Linked DNA regions of Pan troglodytes: region 1 is linked to region 2. Evidence: chromatin contacts called from public HiChIP or PLAC-seq data. All regions are on one chromosome and are shown on one strand. Each heading gives the region's core, a stretch centred on a gene start, on an enhancer-like site or on the middle of the called end of the contact. The rest is flanking DNA. Distances are from core to core; before and after follow the strand shown. Region 1 holds the start of CCDC149 (coiled-coil domain containing 149). Region 2 holds the start of PPARGC1A (PPARG coactivator 1 alpha).

The links. HiChIP or PLAC-seq counts read pairs in DNA pulled down with a chosen protein or histone mark.
Region 1: an H3K4me3 HiChIP or PLAC-seq map of stem cell-derived excitatory neurons shows a contact between it and region 2, with 2.8 times the contacts expected there. The contact joins the promoter of CCDC149 here to the promoter of PPARGC1A in region 2. A contact is called at or near these places in 1 of 7 Hi-C or Micro-C datasets (stem cell-derived neural progenitor cells) and 1 of 1 datasets of contacts at active chromatin or transcription factors (stem cell-derived excitatory neurons).

Annotation. Positions count from the first base shown.
Region 1 is chr3:25,378,784-25,382,914 of NHGRI_mPanTro3-v2.0_pri, forward strand. CCDC149 (coiled-coil domain containing 149) reads right to left here and starts at 2,110. Exons shown (of 12, transcript XM_526540.5): 1 at 1,884-2,110. The coding sequence starts at 1,946.
Region 2 is chr3:24,941,417-24,945,997 of NHGRI_mPanTro3-v2.0_pri, forward strand. PPARGC1A (PPARG coactivator 1 alpha) reads right to left here and starts at 2,306. Exons shown (of 14, transcript XM_016951411.3): 1 at 1,760-2,306.

The sequences.
Region 1 (4,131 bases), core at 860-3,359, 440 kb after region 2:
TTAGTTATTATTAAGGTGGGAAGTAAGTTAGACCCATTTTCACCTCCCCCATGGCCCCTGGCTATGTGCCCACCTCATGTTTGTGAAGTTAAGAAGGTATTACTCTGGAGAAACTCTGCTGGGATGGGCAGGAAAACTCCTGAAGGACCTACTTCAGGATTCACTGACTTATTCAACAAGCATTTTTCGAGCACCTGCTGCATACAGAGCTCAGTGTATAGGCCCTGGAATAAAGAACCAAACAAAGCACACGGCCTAGTGAGGAAGCCCATTGTTACAATAATGTGGTCAGGGCAAGGTGGAGGTTAAGCCCAGCCAACTGAGGGGCACCCCATGCCATTTAGTACTTGAAGCCATTCCATCCTTTAGTTCACTCTCACTGTCTACGGTGTGACCTTCCTCCCAGACTATATCATGAAACCCCCAGGAGTTCTTTGAGGGTAGGCGAGTTCTTTGTCTTATTCACCACTGAATCCCAAGCACCTCACAATGTACCTGACTCCTAACAGGCACCTGATATGCAATTGTTGGAGTAGTGAAGATTCTGCTGCTATTTAAGGGCCTAACACTGGACTTCTAAGGAGAACTACCTCCAGCCTCCTTGACTACTAAGTATGATTCTTGATGGGACCAGAAACAAGGTCCCCAGAGGATCTGCCCCTTAACATAAAGCCTGACAGTTTGAGAAGATGGAGCCAGGCTGCAATACAATGGATCATAACACCAGACAGGAGAGCTTTCAACTACTAGACCAATGCTGAGCAAACTAAACTAGGGCAGGAGCTACCGCATGTCATTCCTCTTCAGAAACACAACGCTCTGCACACACTGGGCATGAAGCACTATTATCAGACTGACCTGGAGACCCAGAAAACGATAAAAGGAGTGAGACAGTAGAGGGTTTCCCTTCCCATACCCCACAAGGAAAGGAAAAGAGCAAACCGATACACTCTGCATTGTGTGCACAGGATTAAAGAAAAGGAAGCCCCAAGTTGGCCTTGGGCTGGAACTTGGTTCTCAGAAGGGAGAAATTCCCCGGCATGGGTAAGTAACACCAGGAATTGCCCCCACAAATGGTGGCAAACCAGGGCAACTTACCTGCGAGAGGGAGAAATCCGCATTCCCTCTCACCTGGAGAGGCCGGCAGCTTCTCCCAGCAGGTCGGCAAACTCTTAGGGGGAACTGAAGAGCAAATAGCATAGGAGCCTGAAAGTGGACCCCCAGGGTATGTTTATGACAAAAGAGTCGCAGGGCAGGGGGACACGGTGTTCTGTGCTTCCACAAATCGAATCACTTCTGCACCTGTGTTTCACTTTTTCGATAAATGCCCCTCCCCACCTTACACATGGTAGGCCTGCAGTAAACACGTGTTGATTGAATTGAGCAAGTGAATGAGTGAATGGCTGCAGCGGACCCCCGAACTCCCCCAACTCGAACCACCGCCGCAGGTAATTCCACCTGGCCCAGGTTCCACCCCAGGGCTCGGATTCTCCCCCATGGCACCACCTTCCCGTTTCAGTCCCAGGCGTCCAATTGTTTGGCTCCACAACAGTGGCGAGCGGGCAGGCAGGTGGGGCTTGGCACCTTCTGCTCCCGGATCTCAGGGCTTCAGCCTCCAATCCACGGCCAACCCCTGCCTTGGGGGGAAGGCCCCTCCCCAAAGGCTGACACCAGATGGCGCGGAAGAAAGTGGCGCCCGCGCAGACCCGAAAGTGCAGGAGGAGCGGTGCACCTGGCGGGGTCGCGCGGGTGCGGCAGCCGCGGCCACTTGGGGTGCGCGCCCCCCTCTCGTCCCTCCCAGCTCGGCCTCTCTGGGGGCGCGGGCCCGGGGCTGGCGGCCGCTCGGCCCGGCCCATCCCGCCTGGCCGGCGCCGCGGCCTCACCTCGCTCACCAGCCCCTGCCAGTCGCTCTCAGTCCGGTCGCCGTTCATGGCCTCCTCCTCCATGCGCTGGCCGGCCTCCTGGACCCCCTCCGCCTCCTCCTCCTCGCGACGTCGCGTCGCCGCCGCCGCCCGGGCCCCGCGCGGCCCCGAGAGGGCCCGGCGCCTCCGAGCCGCTGCGCCGCCGCCTCCCGCGGCCGCCCGCGCTGTTGACTCCACGTCAGCCTCCGCCGGAGGGAAAGGGAGGAGGGGCGCGGCCGCCGGGGCCGCAGACACAGCCCGGGCCGCAGCCGAGCCCCGCCGGGCCCGCCCCGCGCCCTCAGCCCCGCGATCCCGGGCTCCGCGCCTCCTGCCCGGCCTCTAGGCAAGGGGAAGCCAGGGTCTCAGCCTACGGGTCACTCCGGACCCCTCAGCGCTCTCCGCGCGGGAGGCGGGCCCCACGGGCAGGCCTGTGTCCCCCGCAAGAAGCAAATCCCCAAATCCAGTCCTTCTCCGACCACCATCACGACTCCCACGCCTAGAATGCAAGCTCCCCGAGGGCAGGGGTTTCCTTGGTTCGCAGATGTGCCTTTGGCAAGATCCTGGCCCATAGGAGATGCTCTACATATATTTATTGGACGAATATTTGTTGAACGCAAGAATGAATGAACCACGTTTTATTATATACTTAGCATTGTTTTTTAAACTATTAATGCTTGCTTATATATTTTTTAACGTATCATTTGTCATTAATAGGAAGCAAATGTAAAAATTGAAAATAAAGCATTATTCAATTCTAAATAGGGCCAAAAACTCTGAGGGAGATGGTTAGCATGGGTTGAGAGAGGTGTCAAAGACAAATTGGCACTGGTGGCATTCCATGGCTCATGCCTGTAATCCCAGCACCTTGGGAGGCTGAGGCAGGAGGATCCCTTGAGGACAGGAGTTCAAGAGCAGCCTCGGCCACAAAGCGACACACCCCCTCTTTACAAAAAATAAAATAATTAGCAAAAAGGGAAGGCATTGGCATTAAGCTGAGACTTCTCCTAAGAGGAAGGACTGAAAGAGAATGACAGAGGGAAGGTGAATCACACACATAAGTCAGTCGTATTCAAGGTGGTGTTCCTGTGACACCTAAAATCCCCTCTTGGACCACTATCAATAGTGAGCCCTCTGTACTCGCAGAAACGCTGTGTGTGGAGATGAGCAAGTAGGTTGAGAAGTTGTGAACCCATTGTACAATTGTGGAAGCATCAATGCCAACATTTATTTATAATTTTTAGCCCCTGTTGATCCTGGATCAACCCTGTGAAATGGATGTTATCCTCATTTATTAGATGGGGAAACTGAGGCCTGAAACGTGGAGAAACAGGGACTCAACTAGGACTTCTGGCTCTAGCATCTTGGAAATCTAAGAATGAAGTATCACCTTGAAAGTTTGTTCTTGGCCTTGTTTTGCACATGATAGACTGTTTGCAAAATGGCAGCAATCATTCCCCTTCTTTGTCCCTTGCCCTGCCACTGTCTCTAACTTTCACTCTGTGCTCAGTCATGTAACTTGCTTTGACCAAAGCAACGTTTGTACATGTGTTACCAGAAAAAAAAAAAAAAAAGGAAAAAAAAGGCTTTTAAAGCAATTGTGCATTAGGAATTAACTCTTGCTTCTGCTCTTGGAAACCGTGTAAATAAGCTCCGAATAGCTTGCTGGTTAAGGTAGGATTCCCAACCAACAGTCAACCATCACCAGATGTGTGAGTGAGGCCATTGCCTGCCGCCCCCTCCACGCCCCCCCACCCCCACCCGCACAGCTGATGACAAGCACATGAGTGAGCCCAGCTGAGACCAGCCGAAGAACCACCCAGCTGAGCCTTGCTCAACTAGCTGACTCACAGCATCACATACTAAATAAGTAGTTGTACTTTAAGCCACTAAGTTTTAGGGTGATTTGCTAGGTGTCAACAGATAACTGAAATGGATGGTGACACAACTGATGAAGGGCCTGAATGGCTTGAACTCTCCCTGGCAGCCCTTCAAAAAGCAATAGTCCCTGGCATCATAATCTAAAGAAAATTTTACAATGGACTGGCTGGCCAGGAACTAAGAAAAGGAACCAGTATACTAGTCAGCACACTGGTTTTCTGCCTGTTGTATACAACTGCAGCACTCATCCTGGGGAAGTTCAATAACATTGCACACCATGGTCCCTGTCCTAGGGGGCTTGCAAACTAATGTGCTAGAGAACAGCAGAAAAAAAGGTGGGGCTAGAATGCAG
Region 2 (4,581 bases), core at 1,056-3,555:
CACCGCGAATCCTCACTCCGCGCGCCTGGGCTGCCCTCCCGCCCCGCCCGAACGGCCGGCGTACTTCCCGGGGGCAGCCCAGACGCCCCCACCCGCGGCGGCGGCCCGACGGTCTGCCCAGAGCTCGCCGCCGCCTCCCGCTGCTGCTGCCGCGGCGGCGGGAGCCTCTCCAAGGCTCCCGGCGGCCCTTATGTATTATTCACTCGGATGGCCGCAGCGCTTTCTGGAGAGCCCACGCCGGAGAGAGAGGTCTTCACCTGGCAGCTAGTAGTTTGGCGATTTGTTTCTTGGAAACTTGGGGTGATGCGGGGGCGGCGGCGGCGAACATTTTTCGGTTGCTTTCGGGGTTTGGCTTCTCTGCCGGGAGCTCGCAGGAACGCGCTGCGCCCCGGGCCCGGGAGGGAGCGCGCCAGCGCCGGCGAGCTCGGCGGGCAGCCCCGCAAGCGGCCGAGGCTGGCTGGCGGGCTCCGGAGGAGAGGCGCCGCGGCGGCCAGGCGAGCCGGGCTGAACGGAGCTCTTTTCCTCGACACCCCCCACCCCTAGCGGGCCAGCTCCCCCCGCGGTGCGCGCTCCGCGGGGCCCGGGAATCCCCGGCGCCCTGGACCGCCCACCGAGTAGCTAATGCCTTTCACCATTGCTCCTCCACCGCTCCTCTGGCCCCAACTTTCCCCAGCCCAGACCCGCGAGCGCGCGCGCACACCCACACACAGACACACACCCGCGTGCACACACACACACGCATACACGTACACACATGCCTCCCCTCCCTCGACCCCAGCTCTACTTCCCCGCGTAGTTTGGAGATGACAGATGCCTGTAGACTTTCACCAACAAGCGGTGGGGGCAGCAGACTACAACAGTTATTTAATTAAAAGGCATTTTTCCTCTCTCTATTTCTCGCTCCAGCTCCCAGAATAGCTTTTTCACCCCTAGACCCTGGGCACATGCCTGCCTCTCCAGGTTACCAGTGGCCCGCTGACATCCATCTCCTTCCACGCCCCCCTTCCGGCGTCTACCCCCAGCGTCCCTGGGCCCCCCGAGTCACACCGACACGCACACCTACAGGCCGGCGGCGTGGAGCGTCTAGGGCACGATGCAGCCGGACTGCATTGCACAGTCATCAAAGTTAAGTGTGTGTGTTTGTGGGGTGCTTCTGCGCCCCAGGGGAGGCGCGGGGTCAGGAGGAGCGGAGGCTCCACTCTGCACCCCACCCCCCCCCCCCCACCTCCGCGGGTCAGGGGACGCCTCTACTTGAGATTGCAGCCATTTTAGGGAAAGAGGCGGCTCGGGCCCCGAGGGGAGTGGAGGGGGGACAGCACGTCGCGGGGGGCTTGCGGCTCTGCAGCCCCTCGGCGCAACTGGAAGGCGGGTAGGCGCCGGGCGCACAGGGGCGCGGCGCCCGCGGCGACTTGGGGAAGGTTGCGCTCGAGTTCCCTGGTTCTGCCTGGAGTTGTTCGGGGTAACGCGCCGGCTCCTGCCTCTTTCTCGGGTTCCCGCTGGGCTGGGAGGTGGTGGGGGAAGGTGTCGATGGCAGATGGGGCACGGGAGGAACGCGACAGAACCTGGAGACTGGAAAGCTAGCGATGGGGGAAGGGGGGGTACCTCCTCTCGCCGGTTGGCGCTGACCCAGACAGTGCGACCCACTTGGCCCCCATCCTCCCCACCCCCTCCCGAGCCTCTGCCTCCCCACCGAGTACCAAGTGAGCGCGCGGCAGGGGGCAAGGGGCGCGACGCCGCCCGGCACCGAGCCACCCCTTACCTGGTTGGAAGGGGTTTCCCAGGAGGAGCCGTAGTTGTAAAAGAAGGAAGAGAAGAGGGTGTCTTCCGACAGCCCGCAGCCCGCCATGCTCTGGATGCAAATAAAATGAGGAAAGAAAAAAAAAGCACACATACACAAAAGCAACCCAAAATTTTAAAAATCAAATTAAACCAATAAGCCAAGAAGAAATTCTCTCGAAAATAAAAGAAAAGGAAGGGGAAGGGAATGGCAAAGGGAACGGAAACTCTCGGCGGTGCTCCCTCTCCGGGAGAGGAGGGATGCTTGGGCTGCCGCTGCCGCTGCCGCCGCCGCCGCCGCCGCCGCCGCCGCTGCCGCCTTCTCAAGACGGTACCTAGAGAGGTTCGTCCTGACTTGGGCAGCCGCCGCCGCCGCCTGTGCCGGCTGCGTGTGTGCGCGCGTGTGTGTGCGTGTGCGTGTGTGTGGTGTGTGCGCGCAGAGCGAGAGACCGCAGGGGAAGCGAGAGGGCGAGATAATGAGCGAGCCGGGATGGAGGCGCAGAGGCAGCGCGAGCGGGCGGGCGTGTGCGCGCGGGGGTGCGTGCGTGCGTGTGTGTGTGTGTGTGGTGTGTGTGCGCGCGCGCGAGCGCGCGCGTGTGGCTGGGTGTGCGTCTGTTTGGGGAGCTCACCGGAGAGCCGGGGCCGTCACGTGGGCGCGCTGACTCCGCCGGCTGCCGGGGACAGCCTGTACTACAGCCCCGGCCACTAAATCAGCCCGCGCCGCCAGACCTTTTGCAGCCCGTGGCCGGCCGGCCGCCTGCCTTCTCCGACCTCCTCGCCATAGCCGCCGGGCCATGCGCGTCCCGGGACGGCAGGGGGCGCGGGTGAGGGCGCGGGCAGGTGGATGGATGGGTGGGGAGTGGGCCGCCCTGAGCCCGGGAAGAGAAAAAATGCTCGAGGAAAAACACAGGCGCCCACCCCCCCGCTACGTCCGGCAACCTCCTGGCAAGCCTTCCTTCCACCCTGTTTGAAGATTTTTTTTTTTATTCCTAAAATTGCTTTTCCATGCAGAGACCCCTCTTCCAGCCACGGGAAAATTATTTTCACATAGTTGCTATGTCCCGCTTTTCTTGCTTTCGCGATCCCTCCAGCCCCCCGCGCGCGTGTCCACGCAGGCACAGACACACCGGTGCCTGCCTCCTCCCATTCCAAATGCAAACCCACTTCCTTTTGCCGGTTGCTGTAGTTAAGCTAAGTCAATGCTACATCAAACTAGGCTAGGCTGAGAGGACTGGAAAGTGGATTTAGGGGACAATACTGCCCCAGCAGGAAGAAAGGCTCTAGTTTGGCGTTCTGTTGATTTAACAGTTTAAAACGAAAATGGATTTTGTGGCTTCTGCACTAAAACTCAGGCCCCTTGAGTCACAATTATTTAAAGGGAGCTATTCTCTAAAGTCCATTATATGATATAAAAATGTAAACGGATATAATGTCGTCTCTCTCTCTCCTCACAAAATGGTATTTTAGAACCAAATCTTTCAGTCTTAATAATTGGGTGACTGAAAGGTGTGTTTTTTTTTTTTCCTGCAAGAAGACATTCTTTACTTGCTTCCCCTTACTCTTTATACAGATATTTATAGAAAGTAAAATTCAAATAAAAACCAGCATATCTGTGTAAGATGCTCTTAAAAGTATTTGAATCCTTGCAGGAAGACTTGAAACAACCTCTTAAAGGCAGTTTATATTGTTTTCTTTCTGAATCCCGTTTCCAAATGCTGCCTATTTTTATTCAAACCAATTGTGTTTTTCCAAGAGTTCACACTTCCACTTGTAAATTCCCCACTGGAGGTCGAAATCCTCTGTGAAATAAACATTTCCACAGCAACCCAGTGATGTCAGAAACGTCGGCTAGTGATTTCAGAGGGGAAATAAAACAGGAGCAAAGAACGGCTCTAGAAAGACAGTTCCTTCATCCTTGCGAATAGCATGCCTCCTGGTAGAAATTCAGAAAACATTTCTGGCTAAATACCTGTTTTCTTTTTCTGAGATTGACTTATTTTTCAAAGGCGTGTCAAATGATCTTTTAAAAAAAAAATAGGTCACCATCCTCTTTTCTGGATTGGTGAAGAATGCTGTTTCAAATCAGTGGTGCCTAACCACACTGGCCACTGTAGATTTTTATAAGGGGGGGATATATTTTTTCTAAAAATTGATGTTGGAGAGAACATTGAAAGATGAAATTTTATGTACTAACTTCAGGCCCAAATAATGCTGACTGACCTGGCTTCAAACTTACAATAGTTTTTTTAAAGTATTAGGCACACAGAAGTTCTATTCAGTTATCGAAATTGGTGCTGATCTCACCAATATTGAATAAAGGGGCTTCTCCATTGTTCCCTCTATTGTTTCCTGTGTCTCCTGGCTGGGAAAAAGAAGGGAGGAATTCTTCATACTGCCCCTAATTCAATCCCCTTGCAGTCCCACCCCTATAAACATTAAATGTAAAGAGACCAGAAAATATTAAATTAGGCCCAATGCCTGTGTTTTCTTAGGCTTCCTGTCTAAATAACATTTATACAGAGCATTATAGAAATGTCCACTTTGTAAATTGCTTTTCATACATACGTTAGCCCAAGTTAACATTCTGTTCCTGCAGCCACTCACTGATTCCCTGATTTTAGCTCAGGTCCCACATTCACACCAACGGAAGTTCATTCTGTCTGTGTTATCCCATCATCTATTTGTTGGATCAATGGATTCATTTCTCACAACAATTTTGGGAGAATCAGGACTCTTTATCTCCATTTTACAGATGTGGAAAGAGGCTCAGAGATGCTAAATAACCTAACCCAGGTCCTGCAGCTA